Linked DNA regions of Rattus norvegicus: region 1 is linked to region 2. A link is a contact called in public Hi-C data. All regions are on one chromosome and are shown on one strand. The core of a region is the stretch at or near the end of the contact, and the rest is flanking DNA. Distances in the headings are between cores, read along the strand shown. Region 1 holds the start of Angpt1 (angiopoietin 1). Region 2 has its middle 310 kb from the start of Angpt1.

What was found. Hi-C and Micro-C count contacts between places; a contact is called where the count stands out from the background.
Region 1: a contact with region 2 is called in a Hi-C map of psoas muscle, with 2.5 times the contacts expected there. The contact joins the promoter of Angpt1 here to the enhancer-like site in region 2.

Annotation. Positions count from the first base shown.
Region 1 is chr7:75,667,309-75,670,141 of GRCr8, reverse strand. It overlaps Angpt1 (angiopoietin 1), which reads left to right and starts at 1,446. Exons shown (of 9, transcript NM_053546.2): 1 at 1,446-2,033. The coding sequence starts at 1,737. It overlaps LOC102547184 (a long non-coding RNA gene), which reads right to left and starts at 1,793. Exons shown (of 4, transcript XR_005487102.2): 1 at 1,656-1,793; 2 at 718-892.
Region 2 is chr7:75,354,688-75,357,435 of GRCr8, reverse strand. No RefSeq gene overlaps it. Among named protein-coding and RNA genes, the nearest start is that of Angpt1, 310 kb to the left of the region's middle. Within about 2 kb of position 1,400, at least 5 of the 93 cell types and tissues checked have an H3K27ac peak or open chromatin away from gene starts, as enhancers often do.

The sequences.
Region 1 (2,833 bases), core at 197-2,696, 310 kb before region 2:
GCGTCAGAGAATTTTACTCCCGTGTTTGGCAAAATGTATCGGCCTGCTCAGAAACATGTCATTTGGTGTGGAAACAACCGATGAATCTCATCACTGTTCGTTTACCATAAGCAAACCACCACCTTCCCGGAGTCAGTTTTGACCTTCTCTCTTTTCCCTAAAGATGCATCTGTAACCACCTTTGCCCCTCCCCCACTGCTCTACTCCCATTCCAGGACTCAAGAGTCACACTGTGGCTTCTGTTTGTACACATGCCTGAGAGGAGAGGCTCTTTTGCTCCCAAAGCCCACGAAGTTCCTAATGAAAACCCTGCATGTACACACATCCTGTGCACATATATCCTGATGCCATCCTAAATTCCGTAACCATCTCCGGGTCCTTGTATTTGTCTGTATCTTTATTCAAATATTTATATTCTGGACTTAGGAAAGCACCTTCCGATCACAAGTTTTTCTTCCTTTAATAAAACCACAGAGGTTTCTCTTGTATAAGCCATTGGCACACCTGATACATGCTTGTTCTCAGACAGTTTGCCTCTGCAGCCACAGAGGATTGGTGTGGAATTTCCATACCCGTGTTAAGGACAGCCATAGCAATGCCAGAGGTTCTTGTGAAATATATGATTAGCATGTACCACAGGAATTAATAATTCTCAGGCCACTGTCTTAAACTGTAACCACATTGTTGTTGCAGGGAAGTTGCTCAATTTATACTCACAGAATGTGAACAGCTGCATTCTGACCAAGAAACCAGCTTCATTTAAAATCCATATCCCAAAAGGTGCTTTCAAAATACTACTTAGTATGCACGTGATATGTTGCTGTGAGTGACAAATTATGGTAATTTCCTTGATAATTTGATCCTTTGATTCTTTTCTTCTCCTCTGTAAAGCCTATGTAAATACAAAGGAAGAATGCCATTTCTAAAAATAGTTTTTAAATGTTTTTCCCAAAGTAAAAAAAAACTTAATTTAATAATTTTATTGAATTATAAAAAAAATAATCCATTGGAGATTGTGTCAAATTAGGGTTTCCCAATTAAACAGTCACTTTGAAACCCCATTTCTAGCTTGCTAGATTTTAGTAGGTCAGCAAGCACACCCAGACGTATTAAGGTGGACTGCTCTGTTTATTGATTTTCCGTGCATCTGCTAAGGGCTCAAGGCAATTGTCTGCGGAAGGGGGCGGGAGGCCCATACATGATCGAGGTCATGCGCATCTAGCCAATTTGTAAGCCGATCCGCCGCCCAAAGCCATCAGCAATCCTTAGCATAGGGGCACACTCATGCATTCCTGTCAAGTCATCTTGTGAAGGCTGCCTGCTTCCAGCTTGGCTTGGATGTGCAACCTTAATAAAACTCACTGAGGTCTGGGAGAAAATAGCAGATCTGCTGCAGATAGGGTAGAGGAAAGGGACTAGAATATGTACTTGCAGCTGACTCGGGCAGGCTCCACGCTGAACGGTTACACAGAGAGGAAACAATAAATCTAAGCTACTATTGCAATAAATATCTCAAGTTTTAACGAAGGAAACTATCATTACAGTAATTTTTTTAAGTAACGCGTTTTAGAACAAAGCTAACAAATGGCTAGTTTTCTGTGGATCTTCTTCAAATGCTTTCTTTAACGGGGAGAGCGTCAAACAAGCAGTTTTACCTGAAATAAAGAACTAGTTTAAAGGTCAGAAGAGAGGAGCAAGCTTTGCAGGAGGCACGGAAGGCGAGTGCTGGCAGTACAATGACAGTTTTCCTTTCCTTTGCATTCTTCGCTGCCATTCTGACTCACATAGGGTGCAGCAACCAGCGCCGGAGTCCAGAAAACGGAGGGAGAAGATATAACCGAATTCAACATGGGCAATGTGCCTACACTTTCATTCTTCCAGAACACGACGGGAACTGCCGTGAGAGTGCGACAGAGCAGTACAACACCAACGCTCTGCAAAGGGATGCTCCACACGTGGAGACGGATTTCTCTTCCCAGAAACTTCAGCATCTGGAGCATGTGATGGAAAATTATACTCAGTGGCTGCAAAAAGTAAGTGATCGCTTTCGGTTTCTAATTGCTCTGAGCCTTCCCGGCTCCCCCTCTGCAGCGAGCTCAGAGTTCCGCAGGGGGCATTTGTGTTTACCTTTTGCTCCGGGGGGCAGTGTTTGCAAAAGAAAAGGGCTCTCTTCTCTGGGCTCAACTTCCTGGGTAAGCCAGGGGTCCTGGGCTTGTGGGAACCTCTGATCCTGTGACTTCCTAAATGTGCTTCTAACACTGGCAAATTTTATGCCAACCCTGCTTTTTTCCCCCCTAAAGTTTATTTTGAGCATTCTGACTGTCAAAGTCCAATTTTGAAAAAGAAAGCTCGCACTTCTTGGGCAACTTGGTGTAAAAAAAAATCATAATGGTGATATATACGGAAGTTTAAATGGAATGTACAGCAAGGAGTTTTGTGAGTTGCCATGGGAAATCTTCATAAAATGCTTACCCCCAACTTTAATAATATTAAATGAGAATAAGTATGAAGTACTCATATTGCATTTGTTTAGAAAAAATGTATTTGTAAGTTAAAGGGACTTAACTTCACAAGTGATATATGAGGACTGACATCTGAAATCAAGAAAATAGCTTCTGATGGGAAAATTGTAGGGAAGGGCTTTTGCTCACATTAAGGATAGAAATTCAGCCCATAAAGTCTCCTGTGTGCACCTGCAGATTGGGCTGAACACGAGAAGGCTGTGGTAATTCTTGACAAGCATTGCTTCCCTGGGTTAGGAACAGAGATAGTGCCATCTGGGAGCCTCAGTCTCCCGAGGAACGTTAATGCGGAGTGCGTACTTGATCCCAAT
Region 2 (2,748 bases), core at 151-2,650:
ACCTGCACAAAAGCTGTCTTCTGTCAGTTCTCTAATTACAGACATTCCCTATTATGAATTTTAGTATCTGTAGCCTGGAGAGTGACTCTCTCCATGGTCATGTAAGTAACATCATGCTAGCTACATGGGACATGAAAAACAGACATAACTTTACCATGTGCAAACATATATTATTGTTTTGCTTCTGTGTCTTCAAATGCTTTCACTTTGTCCCCTGGAAAGTCAACAGCCCTACACCTCCCCCTCCTCCATCTTCCCCATCCCTAAGTCCTGACTTCAGATCGTGAGTGCCTTTTCTTTTACTTTGCATGCCCTGATGCTCAGAGCTTCTTATATTTTCTTCACCTCATGTGCCATTAGCCTGTGCCTCGTTTCTCAGAACAGTAGAAACAATGTGGGTTCTTTTCCTCTGCTGCTCAAATCCAGACACCAAGGATGTGGGTAGTATTATAAAACTGCTGTCCGAGCGAAGAGACCGCATTGCAATCTGGGATCCTCACCAGCTCTCTTCCTCTTTCACCATCATGCAAGAGACCATGACGTGGATTGGCATTATTAAGACACCCTCTACTTCTTTTTCTGAGCCTTTGTAAGAGGCTACCTGGAAGGGCAGTGTCCAAGTGCAAGCACTTGGGGAGAAAAATAGCCCACTCTCAAGAAAGTGACTCAGAATTGATCTGATTAACCAATAATCATCAGCTATGTTGTTATTTGATATAAGGAAAACAATAACTTAGATGTAGATCTTGAGACAAATAGTTTTATATGCAAACTTTTAAGAAAAAAATCAGAAAAATTGTGCCTGGTACAAAGATTTGCAGTAGGCTTTCCTAGGTACTTCATTTCTAAGAGCATAGAAACATATCGATACATGATAAGTTTCCTAAGAACTTAATACTGAGACTGGGAACAAAGCAGAAACAGGCCCTGGACTTAGGTTGAGCTGAGTCCAAGGCTTCTTGCATCACACCTGCTAATCACTAAGCGGAGAGGTCTGTTCCAAGATGTAACACTCCACTGTTGGCTGGCCCACATGGCTTGTATTACCACACATCCACTTATTACCCTCCTGGGAGGATTTCTATTGTGAAGCCTACAGGAAAAAAATGCCCCCAAATTCTGTAGAGCCGAGAATGCAGACATTCTGCCCATGTGGCACTTGTTTGTCAATTGAGCACGGGAAGAGAAATTGATGAGGGAACTAATTATTGTTGAAGGAGCCTCAGAAACAGAAGCATTCATACATCATACAACACAGAACAACGAAGGAATCTTTTCCCCAAACTTTGAAGACTTAGTTTCTGAGACGGCATAGCTGGTGAACAGAACTGGGCTTCTCCATTAAAAACAGCCCTGTGCTTTATTGAGGGCAGACGTGGCTCATGGGGGTTAAAGCAGTAGGAGTGTCCATTTCTTAAAATTGTGAAATTTTCTATTTTCTTTCCAGCATTACATAGACCATAACAGTCTGGGCTAATCTTTTGTCTTCTTAGGTTTTATGAAAATCAGTGTGTGTGTGTGTGTGTGTGTGTGTGTGTGTGTGTGTGTGTGTGTGTGTGTTCGTTCTCTCTCTCACCACAGTAGTTCAAGTGTTTGGAGCTTTTCAAAACAAAAGCTCAGTGGCTTACTGTTTAACTATGCAAAGAAAGAATTCGGGCACTAAGTGAAATTGCTCTGGACTTTAAAAAAAGACATGCCCAATTTGGTTTTCAAGCCACAGATGTTTTCCTTCGGCAAAGTTACTAGTCAAAATACATTCACAGAGAGTTAGAATAAATTCTTTAACTTTGTACATTAATGCAAAATGGCAATTACTTGGTATCTTGCAAGGGAAATAAAAAATATTTCTAATGTCTGCATCTATTCAACATAAAGTAAAAAAAACTAGAAAGATATTAACAAGCAATCTGCAAAAGAAAGAAAGAAACAGATTGAGTAAGAAGGCATACATTGCTGTAGACCTGGGACTAACTTTCCTATTATTATTTGTAATTTTGCCTACATGTGGTCAAAGATTGAGGCGTTTCCAGAACCCCCAAAAAGGAAAACTTCTGCTACAAAATCAAGAGATATTACTTGTGTATAGGATAAAAAAATCTTTGAATACATCCTAAAACATGAGGAACTCTGGCATGCATAGAATATGTATGAAACAATGTTTAAATCAATGAATTATACACTTTGCAGAGTACCACAGTAAGTCCTATGCAGACATTTACTTACTTATCCTCAAAGAGCTTATAGTTCACTAGTGTCATGAGAATAGGACATTTTGTGAGATTTGTATAGAACAAGATAGAAAAAGAGATATTGTGGGAAAGCATGAAGAGTAGGAAATCATTTTTCATGCTGAAGTGCTCCAGTATATATACGGCAATTAAATAGGAATAGCTGCTTATTGTTGGATTTTTTTTCTAATAGTAGAAATATTCTCACTGACTAAGTTCTTTTTATTTTAAAACTGCCCAATGTTTTTCATCACCGATGTAATGACAAGCAAAAGCAATTGTGAGAAATCTCTCTTTTCTCATCTTTTGATTACCATGGCCCTCTCAAAAATGTGGCTGTTTATACCACAACGTTCAGTTTAGTACACTGGCAATAATTTTTTTCTTTTATCTAATATAATATATTTGACCTGTCTTAAATTTCAACAATGTTGACAATATACAGAGAAAAGGTAATATTTGGTTATTCAAGGCAAATGTTATGAGCTATCATGGTTGGTAACCTCATTTGAACTAAGGA